Linked DNA regions of Ovis aries: region 1 is linked to region 2. A link is a contact called in public Hi-C data. All regions are on one chromosome and are shown on one strand. Each heading gives the region's core, a stretch centred on a gene start, on an enhancer-like site or on the middle of the called end of the contact. The rest is flanking DNA. Distances are from core to core; before and after follow the strand shown. Region 1 holds the start of TOB1 (transducer of ERBB2, 1). Region 2 has its middle 77 kb from the start of TOB1.

Evidence for each region. A called contact is a pair of places that touch in the nucleus more often than the background predicts.
Region 1: a contact with region 2 is called in a Hi-C map of hypothalamus, with 4 times the contacts expected there. The contact joins the promoter of TOB1 here to the enhancer-like site in region 2. A contact is called at or near these places in 11 of 16 Hi-C or Micro-C datasets (blood, hypothalamus, liver and 5 more).

What each region holds. Positions count from the first base shown.
Region 1 is chr11:35,620,126-35,626,789 of ARS-UI_Ramb_v3.0, forward strand. It overlaps TOB1 (transducer of ERBB2, 1), which reads left to right and starts at 3,917. Exons shown (of 2, transcript XM_015098694.4): 1 at 3,917-4,208; 2 at 5,885-6,664. The coding sequence starts at 6,026.
Region 2 is chr11:35,543,819-35,550,187 of ARS-UI_Ramb_v3.0, forward strand. No RefSeq gene overlaps it. Among named protein-coding and RNA genes, the nearest start is that of TOB1, 77 kb to the right of the region's middle. Within about 2 kb of position 4,998, at least 26 of the 54 cell types and tissues checked have an H3K27ac peak or open chromatin away from gene starts, as enhancers often do. A contact at or near this core is called in hypothalamus, liver and muscle, where this site is marked.

The DNA.
Region 1 (6,664 bases), core at 2,667-5,166, 75 kb after region 2:
ATAAAGTAATAACATTGGCTTATGGAGACTAAACAAATGTGCTTTTTACTTAGAAATGTTGTGAACACTGTGTCACTCCTAGAATTTGCAACTATAATCTCTTGCTAAGATCAAAATCCTCATTCTTGGCTAATAAAAAGAAATTTCAAACTTTTATTTGGGTTTTTGTTCATCAAGATCCTATCAGACCAAGTTGCCTGTTCCAAAGATAAATGGGTTTGTTCAATGTTATCTAGTTATAATTATAAACGTGTGTGTTCCCATCTCTTGGAGAAAGTATGGCCCTCCTCTACTAATCCATATGAGAAATCATAGGAAACCACACCGAGGTTCCCATACCTTCCTTTGGGAAATGTTCAGGAAAGAACTGGTATACCTGGCTTTTAATAACACAATGATTAGCTTAATATTGTTCCTTATTAACAATTTTTTTAAATGTGCATGCTATGGTCTATGTTGCATGACTGTCTAAAAGAAATGAATAACCATAATGATATGAACACTGTTACATTTGCATATTGCCTAATTTTCAAGAAAACATAAAAGTTGATTCCCTAGACTCAGAAATGAGCCTTAGTAAATACAGATCACGTGATGGTGATTTGTCCATAATCTTGTCTCAGTTTGCAGGAAAGCACAATGAGAATTAGAAAGTTTAGGACACATCTCTCTCAGAAATCAGGTGAGGTGTGTGTATGTGTGTTTATATGTGTGAATGAGATAATAATTCAGAGCACTTTCAAGAACCATTGGAACTTTGTCTGTCTGTCTCTCGCTTTTTTTTTTAAGCTGCACCAGGGGCCTTGCTGAATCTTAGATCCCCCAGAAGGGATTGAACCCAGGCCTGGTAGTGAAAGCACCAAGTCCTAACCACTAGACCACCAGGGAATTCCTTGGAATTTGCCAAACAATCACTTTATTGTAAGGCATTGCTCCAGGAGTTGTGTGGAATGCAGTGATGCGAAAGGGAAGGGCTGTGATTTTCAGTCACTATCACTTGCCCAGAGAGAGGAATATCTGTTGGTTGTGATATCACCTGAAGTTTAATAATATCAAATTCCTTTTTTCTCCGTAAATTTAAATACCTATTTAGCAGTCTACTCCCCTACACAATTCCAAAGTAAGTGTTAAATAGCAATAATCTGTATGTAGGATCCTTTAAAGGGCAAAACTTGAAAAAAGGGAATTTTATACTTTGTGACTGGCAATATTGGAAGGCTATGAATCTGGTTTTCTTTGTATTTGCAATATATATTTGGAAAAGAACTGCATTAAATACTTTAGGGACACTGAGTTTTAAATGTGGATTTTTTTAATTGAAAGAGTTAAGAGATTAGTTAATCCAAAAATATGTATAGATGAGAGAACTACAAGTTGATAAAAATGGGTGAAATTCAGATTTCCCAGTATCTGCTCTTCAGTACTTTATCTTGTGTGCCATTGGTATTTATTTGTGTTTTTATTTATGTTTGGTTTGAAACATTCTCATACCCTTGAGCGGCAATAACATGTTGTAAATATAAATTTCTGACTTAAAAATTCTATTTACCACTAGTAATATTTAATTAATACCTATCAGATGGCTGCTCTCAAATTTTAAACCTGGGATTATAGATTTGGAGCATTCAGAAAAGAGAATCTGTGTCTCCCCTTTAGAGAATTCTTGAAAAGTATAAATAACTTGAATAAAATTATAATTCATCTATCTCTAGTTAGATATATTAATCTCAGCCAAGCATAATATGCTCCTCTAATATAGTGATGTATTTCCAAATTACAAACCAAAACACATGGCTAATTCATAGTCCTGCAATTCTGGATATTTGGTACAATATTACTGGTCTAACGTAAGGGAAATTAGGCTCTGGGGAACACGAAAAATCAACTGTTTCTCTGGATAAACTGTTTCCCAGATATCCTATATTCTTGTAATTTCTGTGCTCAATTAAATATAAAATTAAAATAACATTTAAAAAACAAATAGAATTAATATTCACTATAGAAAAAAATACAAGTGAGCAAAAGGAAGACAACACTGAACGAATAATATAAATTTTTTTGATGGAGAGGAAGGGATGTTTTAATTTAAAATGCTTTCATACTGTCACAACCAAATCTCTTCCTCGTTAACAACTGAAAAACCCAAACTAGAACTTGAGTAAAACTATTTTTAAAAAATGTTGCCCAAGTTTTAGAAATCCATACAATAAACAAGAAATCGGTCACCGGACCACTCCCACCCGCAGCCTATTTCACAAACCCATCTTCCCTCCTCCTCTTCCACACTTTGAGGCTTTAGAAATACCCCTTTTCAATTCTGTTCCTTCTAAAAGGTGAGCAGAGCGGGGCAATAAAGTCAGGTTGGAGGGTAAAAAAGCCACGACGAGATTTTGCGTCCATAAAGCGAGTTTGTCCCCGAACAGCGCAGCTGGTCTACATAGCTGGTTGAGCCAACACCCCACTGTTCGGTGAACTGCGATTTAACTTCCTTGTGGTAGTTTCAGAGTGCCGGCCTCTCCGTTTTGAGGGGAAGGCGGAGACCCAGTTGTTTTCCCAGGAAGCACTTCTTGAAGTGCACAGGAATGGGGCGACGGGAAGGCCAGGTGACCGGCGTTTCATTCCTTGCTTCTCTTTCTCCTAGCCTTCTCTCCGCGTAGACTTTTCTCTCCGCCTTTCCCTGTGCAAATTTGACGTCGGTCTCCTGGATACCAGACAGCCAATAGCCTGGTTGCTAAGGAGAAGGGTGGCCAATCAGGCGTCGTTGCTACCCGTGAGTAATATTTTTAGCCGGAGAGGGACTCTCGGTTCCATTCCCAGTGTAACTTCGCGTATTTCTCTGCTGCAGGTTGTGAAAAGAGAGCTTGCCCGCCCCCTTTGAGGCCCTCTCTTTCCCCAGTTCCTATGTACTCGCCCAGATTTCAACTGAAAATTATCTTAAACGCAAAACACAAGGCGGCACCGTGTTTATTATGTGTATTTACGTTAAGGTAGGCACTAGAAATACACGCATGCGTATATATACACATATACGTACACAATTTGGCATGGAGGCCTGGATTGGGACATTCGGAATAAAATGTGGTTCTTCTTAGTCGCAAGCCACCCCCACATCCGAGTTGCTGCCGGGTCGCACGGGGAGGTCTGATGTGGGATGCGGAGGCAGTTAAACTGTCACCTAGGCGGGAGGTGTGGCCAGGCGGTCTCCCTTCCCCACCCCCAGCCTGGCACGGCAACTTTGGGTTCTGCAGTTGCCCCTCTGTGAATGGCAGTTGGCCTAGGCCCTTGAGGTGATTAATATTCAATCAGTACAAGAGTCCCTCTCATAGTTCCCCTTTTCTGGACTCTCCTGTGTGCACTGGAGGCCGATACTTGTTAGCTCGTCAACGAGTGGGCTTTTCCTTGGCCACAATCCCACATTCTTTGTCCATTCTCCCCTCCCTCTCGGCGTCTTGGGCTCTTCTCCCTGTTCACCTCGCTGCTACGCCCCCAGCTTCGCTCCCCTCCCCCCTTCTCCACAGTTCTCCGCCTAGACCCAGAGGTGGCCGCCCCAAACCACTTCTGTCGTCCTCTCTGGCATGTCTCTCCCCCAATCCCTTTCCAAATTTTCTCTTAATCCTGCCCACAGTGTCTGGAAGATCATCGGTTCATTGGCCACCCTGGAGACCAAGAGGTGTGGCCTTGCCCACCCGGCCCTCCGCGGCCTGTCAGGACTTGGGCCGGCGGGACTTGACCAATGGCGTCCGGAGGCAGGGCAGGGGCGGAGCCAGCGGCCTGGGTCCAGGGTACCGGGTGGGAGGGCGGGGAATGGTGACGCTACCCGGAGCTGTGTGACGTGAGGCGCGCGCGCACATCCCTACGGGAGGGGATGGGGGTGGGGAAGAGAATATAAAACGAGAGGCGGGGCGCGCGCCGCAGCAGAAAGAGTGAAGCTCTGGCCCGGCGCGGAGTGGGCGCTCTAGGGGGACACTGGACCGGGCACCCTGGGCCGGGCACCGGGCTGTGTGGAGAAGTGAGCGGGCTCGCCTGACCCCGTCCTTGCCACTCCGAGCCAGAAGGGGCGAATTCCTGAGGCCCCGGTCCTCCGCAGCCTCCTCCCGGCGGCGTCGGCGTGCAGTCTGCCCGGCCAGCTCGTCGCCGCCGACCCTTCCTTGCCCCCGCCCCGCCTCCCCTTCTCCGCCCAGCGGCCGGGTCTGTGGTGGAAGCAGCCCGTAAGTATCTAGGGGCGGCGGGCGGGGTTAAGAGGAGGAGGGGCTGCAGCGGCTTCGAGCCCCGGGCCCTCGGGGCTTGGGATGGCGGCGTCGCGGCCCGGGCGCGGTGGGGACCGGCTCCCGACACCCGGTCGGAGGCGGCTCCGAGGGTCTCCGGCGCGCCCCGGAGGCGGGGCTGGCCGGCGAATCGGGCTCGGCAGGGCCAGGTCACCGGGGAAGGGCTGTCCGGGGCGAGCTGAAGGGAATCGGGGGTTGGGGCGCCCGGGAGCAGCGGCGAGCTCGAGGGGAATGCTGGAGTCCGCGGGGCCGCCGGGCCTGAAAATGGTGCCGAGGAGCTGGTGCTCCCCGGACTCTGGCTGGGTCCCAGGAACCTCGGAGTGGGGGGCAGGGAGCGGCGGGTCGGGTTACGGCGGGGGGGAGGGGAGCGGCTGACCTGGTGCGACCGGCGCCGCGACCCGCCGGGTGTCCAGCCCCCGGCCCCGAGTGGTCCCTTTTCCATTTCTCGTGGCTTTCCTCCACCACCACCTCCTCCTCTTGCTGCTGCTGCTGTAGCGCTTGGCTCCGAAGGCTGTGAGCAGAAATCTAATGAGACCCAACTGGCTGTTTATGTAATTCTTCTTGCTCCCGTCTTTAAGGCGTTGCTTTGAAACTACCTTTCACCGAGCCTGAATTTCGCTCGACTGCACCTTCACGCAATTTGGCTTAATCAGCTGCCTTTGCCAGCACACGAGCTTGGAAAGTGTTTGTAGTTTGGGGGCAGCCTGGGATTCTTTTCCCTTTATCACCAAGAATATGGAAAATGAAACAGACGGGTTAATACCAACTTGATTTTTTTAAATGTCCTTTTAAATCAACCTGAGTGTACAGATAGATCCCTTTTGCAAATACCTTGTTTGCCCTTGATCTTTTCTTATCCCCACCCAGTGCTGATCCAGCAAACGTTTAAAGGTCGACCTTATCGTACATGCCTCTTCGGCTGTTCTCTTATCGTGAGAGAGGGAGTTGGTTTTGAAAATCAGAATAAAACTCAGAAACCCTACCCTTTAAACAGAATAGTCAATAGAGTTCGAAGTTAGTTGTTTCTTTTGTTATACTTGATGCACAAGAAGTATTTTCAGATTTAGAAAAATACACATTAAATAGTATAGAGAAGAGGTTGTATCATGTACTTTGAAATTTTTCCTTACATCTCACATTTTGGGATTGTTTGATAATAAAGCAGATTTAAGACGTATATGTCCAGAATTAACTGAAATACAGAATTCATTTCTAAACTAGTGAATAGGAGTATGACCAACGTTTAAAACAAGCATATACAGGTGTGCTTAGTATGGTTTCCAATAAATATTCTTCTGAGAACTGCAAGAAGAAAAAGAATATGCTGTATATTCTGAAAGTGTTTTTCCTCTTAGAACTCGATTCAGAAACAAAGTAAATAATAGGGTTTTGTTTTGCACATTTTAAACTGTAGATCTTGTTTTCCCAAGATTTTGGTCTTCAGTAGACAATTTTCTATTGGTAAGTTCGTACATTTTGTGTTGATTAGATTTTTCAGACTTTCTAGCTTATTAGACTTTTTCAAAACTGAAATTACTCTGGGGGTAAAAAAGGGTTGTGGAACTTAATGTTTATCTTACGTGGACATGTTTTCTTTTGTTTTCTATGTTTTCTTTAAGGAGCAAGACTGCTTGAGGTGAAGGATATCTACTAATACCAGCACTTTGAGTGAAAATTTGTTTCTCTGCCACAAACTGAACTTTTGTGTGTGTGTCAAGGGGGGAGTTGAAACACAAACCTGATTTTGTGGCGTAGCAGCTATGCAGCTTGAAATCCAAGTCGCACTAAATTTTATTATTTCATATCTGTATAATAAGCTTCCCAGAAGACGTGTCAACATTTTTGGTGAAGAGCTTGAAAGACTTCTTAAGAAGAAATATGAAGGACACTGGTATCCTGAAAAGCCATACAAAGGATCAGGGTTTAGATGTATACACATAGGGGAGAAAGTGGACCCAGTGATTGAACAAGCATCCAAAGAGAGTGGTTTGGACATTGATGATGTGCGTGGCAATCTGCCACAGGATCTTAGTGTTTGGATTGACCCGTTTGAGGTTTCCTACCAAATTGGTGAAAAGGGACCAGTGAAGGTGCTTTATGTGGATGATAATAATGAAAATGGATGCGAGTTGGATAAGGAGATCAAAAACAGCTTTAACCCAGAGGCCCAGGTTTTTATGCCCATAAGTGACCCAGCCTCATCAGTGTCCAGCTCTCCATCGCCTCCCTTTGGTCACTCTGCTGCTGTAAGCCCTACCTTCATGCCCCGGTCCACTCAGCCTTTAACCTTTACTACTGCCACTTTCGCTGCCACCAAGTTTGGCTCTACCAAAATGAAGAATAGTGGCCGCAGCAACAAGGTTGCACGTACTTCTCCTATTAACCTCGGCTTGAATGTG
Region 2 (6,369 bases), core at 3,748-6,247:
AATTAAGGAGGATCCTTGGTTTCCCAATACCACCTCCTCCCATAGCAAAAAAGGCTTTGGGGGAACAGGAAATGAACTTGTTTGGGAAAGTGGCCTTGCTCCAGAGAGGCTGGGCTCTGCTCCCTTTTGAACACATGGTGATGCTGTGGTGGTATTAGCCTTCCAAAGACAGTCTGCCCTTCACCCCTCCTGTTCATCCTCACCAGGCTAGCGAGGGCAGGCCAGCCCAGATCAAGGAGGGCGCCTACTGAAGGCCAGACTGCAGACGGGTAATCCGGCTCACTTTGCTGCTGGGCTTCCCTGGCGGCTCAGATAGTAAACGATCTGTCTGCAGTGAGGGAGACCCGGGTTCAATTCCTGGGTTGGAAAGATCCCCTGGAGAAGGGATTGGCAACCACTCCAGTGTTCTTGCCTGGAGAATCCCATGGACAGAGGAGCCTGGTGGCCTACAGTCCACAAGGTCACAAAGAGTCATCTAACAAGCAAGCAGAGGCCCAGAGTGGCTGTTATCCAGCAGCAGAGATTGACTCTTTCTTTCAGCTAGACTGCCTCTAGACTCTCATAGCCCAGAGTTCTCACTCCTTTCATTCACCAGGGACAGGGAAGACACCCTTTCTGAGCCTCCCCAGCCAAGGCAGCCTGTAACCTAGGCCGGTGGTCTAGAGCCTGGAACCCTGCTGAGGTGAGCAGGGGTTGCCATGGGTAAGAGAGAAACATTGACCCAAAGGATTAAAGAAGGGGATTTTTGAAAGTGTCCACACCACCAATTCTGTTCTTTGAAGCTGCAAAGGAATTTCTGCTACTGCCACCTCTGAATGAGGTTAAAAGAAATGTCATGGAATCAGCTTAGTGAGTTGCTTCAATAGAAACTTCATCCAAGGCCGATAATAAATAGGAGTTACATAATTCAGTAGGTCAGGGCACTAACTAAGCCCTTTATAGGCCATCAATCCACATTTATTTCCTGGATTTTATAACCACTGCTGAAAAGGGAGAAGGGGAGGGGGTAAGGATTAGAGGGAGAGAATCTGTGACTGGAATAAATCTCCAAGCGCACCCTCCAGTCTCCTCTCCTGCAGATGAGGCAGGTGAGGAGGGAGATAAGGCCAGCCAGCCCTGGGGCAGGGAATGAACAGGAATTCACAGGGAGTGCCTCCCCCTTGGCCTTTAAGTGCTGTAGACCAGTCAAAATATACAAACACACACACACACACACACACACACACACACACAGGCGAGATGGGAACAGGGGCACAGACACAGACCTAGGGAATACACACACACACACAGGTGAGATGGGAACAGGGGCACAGACCTAGGGAATACACACACACACACACACACACACACAGGCGAGATGGGAACGGGCACAGACACAGACCTAGGAAATATACACAGACACACACACACGTGAGATGGGAACAGGGCACAGAGACCTAGGGAATACACACACACACACAGGCGAGATGGGAACAGGGGCACAGACACAGACCTAGGGAATACACACACACACACATACACACACACACACGAGATGGGAACAGGGCACAGAGACCTAGGGAATACACACACACACACACACACACACACACAGGCGAGATGGGAACTGGGGCACAGGCACAGACCTAGGGAACAGGGATTTTTGCCACTCTCATACCTGGGGAGTTCAATGCCTGAGAGGGGTCAGGGCTGCTCCAGGGCCCGCAGGTGGCTATGATGGGTGGGAGAGGCCCCCTACACAGCTTCCTGTCGCTCACCACCACTATTACTCCGGGGTCAGAGAGACAGACCCTGTGACAACAGGGTACTCGGAGCCTGTCCACCCTTGCCCAGCCACCTGTGCTCCCAGACAGATCCCACTGTCTGGGAGTGTGCAAGATAAAAGCCAGTTGAGGAAGGGGAAAGCTAGGGGAGGATGTCAGAAAGTTTGTGGTGTTAAAAAGTGACAAGAAAGCTGGGAGTTGGAACAGCCAGATGGTTGAGGGTCCTTGGAAGGAACTTTTGGTGAGCAGTCTGGGCCCAGAGCTTTTATGATGGGATGATTCCTTGGACAGGAAGCCCATAAATGTTCCCCAAAGGGAATTCCCTGGCAGTCCAGCGGTAAGGACTCCATGCTTTCATTGTCTTGGGCCCGAGGGTGAACCCACAAGCCACACTGCGAGGCCAAAAAAAACCAACCAGTATTTCCCCAGAAAAGGGATCCCGGTGGTGGGAGGCAGCTCCAACCTGAAGATTCAGAACAGATCCTTTTATTAGGCCCTTTCAATGGTACTCAGTGAGTCTCAAGTCCTTGGGTGGTCTCTTTCCCCAGCTCTTGGTGCCTTGCCCTTCTCCCATGGCAGGTGCTTCCTTTTTGAGAACAGCTGTATGTCTGAGTGTGTCCTGGAGTCTGGGTTTCCAGACTCAGAAACCCACCCATGTCTTGTCTCACGGCATCAGTGAGGTTTGGAAGGTGGCGGTGTCCCCACTGAACAGTGCCTTAAACTGAGATGCAGAGAGAGGGTGTGATTTTAATCCCCCAGGTCCCCAGACCACACAAATGAGCAATGTTAGAAAGGTTCTCAGGGTCTCGTCTCTATCAGCCGGCCTGACCCTTCCTGTCTTCTGTCAAGGCCATAGTCCAATAATCTATTACATTAATACTTGCTGGGTAGACCAGCAAAACAGAGCTCAGAGACCAGGCTATGGGGATTCTGATCTGGGTTCATCAGTCCCATCCCAGAGGAGAAAGTAATCGCTTACTTGGGACGGATTTTTGTAGAGAAGACACGACCCCACAGCTGCTGAGGCTGAAGGAGAGCCTGGTGCCAACTGAGGTGAGTGGCAGGGAGGGCCTGCTCAATCCTTGGCTTGGCTTCACACCAGCCTTTGTGCAGGGCTTCTTCTAAACACGTCTTCCTCCTGGGCTATCTACTAGGTCTGAGGACAGCTTGGAGGACGTGGGGTTTTCTTTGGGGATTTTTTGCCTCCTATCCTCTCCCCACTCTTTGTCTCACAGTCTCAAGTGAAAGGGGTAGGTCGGTGGGTCATAGGGAGACCTCACGAGCCCACAAGCGGAATGGCGAGTGCCCATTTCCCACAGAACTCACCTGCTGAGACAGTAGGCTTCTGCCGGAGCCTGCGTTTTCCTTGTTGAAAGGGTTTGCAGGTGAGCACCAGACTGTCCAGAAAGATCTCATGTGAGGGACAGAATATGTGCCCACTCTACCTCCGCCCACCGTCAGGTATATCCCAGACCAGGAAAAGGCCTCAGCAGAGAAAGGTTCCTTGCAACATGCATGAACTAGGCCCAGTCCTGGGATCTTCAAATGCATTGCTTCCCTCAATATTTAGGACAGCTCTGAGGCAAGGGTTCCCCTCTTTGGACAAAGGCTCTTTGTCCAGGGCTTCTATCAACCTGGGCACTGGTGACTCTGGGTTGAAGAATTCTCTGTCGTGTGGTCGTTCTGTGCATCGTGGGATATTTAGTAGCAATCCTTGGCCTCTACCCACTAAATGCCAGGAGAAGATGCACACGCCCCCTCCCAAGTTATAACAACCAAAACTGTCTCCGGGCATTGCCAGATGTCCCTGGGAACAAAACTATCCCTGTTCCAGAGCCACTGTCTTAGACAGTAAGTGTCCAGGGGCCCTAGGATAGGCCTATGTTTGAACCTGGATCATCTGCTTTTCTTACAGCTGCTGCTTTGTGCAGAAAAGTCCCTTTTAAAACTTCCCAGAACAAGGCTCTCACCTTTCATTTCAATGAGGTTGTGGACTTCAGGTGCTCATTTGTGCCTTAATGGGAAGCCAGCTGAATTAGCTTGCCCCCTCCCTCTGACCCCCAAACCAAGGTCGCTGGGGACTAGAGGTGGGGTGAGCATGAGTTGGGAGAGGGATGTGAGGGCAGGGTTGCAAGAGGAAGAGCTTGCCCTCCTTGGACCTCTGCTGTGTGCCTAGCGGCCCCAGGGAGGCAGCTAGGCCAGGCCAACCCGACCAGCCTTACTCAGCCACTGGACGTGACCTGTAGTTGTCTCATCCCAGAGAATATTTGCTGTGGCTGCATGACCTCAACACTTACCAGGAATACCTGCCCCTAAAGAAGGTGAACTCAGAAGGTGGCCTTTGGTTCTGGGTTTAGAACATGGTGATGGGTGCAATGGAAGAACTTCAAGACTTCAGGAACTTCTACTCAGCCTGCACTGTAGCAAGCTGTGAAGACGCCTAGAACTCAATTGCAGACATCAGCTCTCATTTCAGCCTCTGACCTCAGTTTACTTGTTTACCCTGGAGAAATTGGACTGGATGGATGATCTCTCATAATTCACATGCATTGAGCATTTCCTATGTGACAGATTCTTTATGTATATTCTGTCATTTAATTTCTGCAATGCTCTTTGAGGTGGAAACTGTAATTATTATCCTCATTTTACAACTGAGGAAGCTGAGCTCAGAGAAGATAAGTAACTTGCTCAAGGTCACACAGCGAGTAAGTGGAGGACCAGTCATGTACCCAGGTCTGGCCCAGAGGCATGTTGAGAATGGTGGTTGCTCAGGTGAGAGGCCCACTCATTGGGGCAGTGGCCATAAGTACCAGGGAGAGGGTTGTTAGAGTGACCTGCAGAGCAAGGAGGGGCAGGACCAGGTACCCAGCCCAGTGTGGGGAGCCGTGGAAGATGACTCGGAGGTTTGAGGTTCAGAGCCTGAAGGACTGGGAGGGTGATGATGCTTTTAATAGAAACAGGGAAGTCAGGAGGAGGAACAGGTTCAGGGCTAGCAGATGAGCACATTCTTAGACATGTTGGAGCTGATTTGCCAACAGTAGGACCTTCTAGGCCAAGATCCAGCCACAGTTCAATCAGGAAAAATCAGCACATCCAAAAATACTTCAAAATGCCAACAGCCCTCTTGCCAAAATCAAATCCCTAAACCTTGCACACCCTGGAGCTCCCCAGCCACTGCTCCGGGCTGAGCTCAGCGTCAGCTCTGCAGTAACCCAAGTCCCACGCTGGCCACTGGGGGTCACCACTGGTGCACAGACCACAGTGCAGTTGCCCAGGGCTTGCCTGCTATAGGGGCAACCTTGGGGGGCAGACATCGGGTTTTAGGGAGCCAGCCCCCTGGAAGGGAGGGCAGAGTTCTCTTCCTCCTTTTTAGGTGTGGGAAGGAGAGGGGCTCACAAGATACTGAGCTGCTGCTTCTCCCCAATTCCCCAGGCATTGGCAATGCCATGTCACAGAAATTTCTGATTAACCTCCAACCAGATACAGTTCATCTTAGAACCGGGAAGAGGGGGAGGCAGTGGACCCCCTTCCCTGTATGGACACCGGGCTCTTGGAGCCTGGCCCGGAAGACGCCATGTCCAAGGCGCCAGAGCGGCAGAGCCCAGGGAACAGGATCCCAGCTGATCCAAAGTGCCTGTCTCCCCTGACATTTGCGTCAGCAGCTCTGCCCTTTGACTTTTAATTCCTGGGAGTGAAGGGTGGAGGCAACCTTGGCGATCAGGACTAATTATATGCAGTCCGATTGAACCAGTGGTTTATTGGGGTTTGGCATGGTTACCTGTACTCTTCTTTGCCTCCAACCCCCAGGTTTATGGCCTTGGTCTCCTTCAGAAGCTGGGAAGAAAGGAAGGCAAGAGTGCTTCTGCCTGGGAGGCACCTAATTCCCCTGTCTCCTGAGCCTCCTGATCTCAGTGCAACTTGTGGGAAGTGACGCCTATAAAACCACTGAGAGACCCCCAGATGGAGGCGGTGTCCCCATGCTCACACCCAGCCCAGGCCCTGCACCCCCTTAGCCCGCCTCCAGCTCTAATCAGGACTTGTTAAGACATGTTCCAGGGCCATGGCCAGGCCAGGAGGCACTGCCTCCCAGCTGCTCTGGGGCTCGGGGCTCAGAAGAGGAGGGGGTAGGGTAGGCATCTTGAAGCTGACATGGTTCCTCAAGCCCCAAGCCCCCTCTGGTGTCCTGTGTCCCTCTATATTTGGCCTTGGCATTACCAACGTGCCCTCTCTGAGGGGCAGGCAGCCAGCCTAACCCATGACGTCTCCTCCAGGGCCTGGGCTATTTTGGAACCAGCCTTGAGAGGGCTGGGGAAGGCAGGGGTGAAGTTTAAGGGAATATTTGCACCTGTCTCTGGATCACAGAAGAGGCTGAGGGTGTGTGGCATAGAGAACTGGCCCTGAGGCCTTTCTCAGAATTCCCTGTACAGTTACTCAAATACTCCTTTTGCTCAAGTTTCCTGGGGATGCCTGGGCTGTGGGGCTGAATCTGGGCAGGAACCCCACCCGTTCCCTTTTCCCCCTGAGTTTTTCCAGCTGTTCAGATATTATCCCTCAATTAAAAAACAACTTCTATGTCTGGTCCCACCAAGAACTAAGAGCTAGCTCA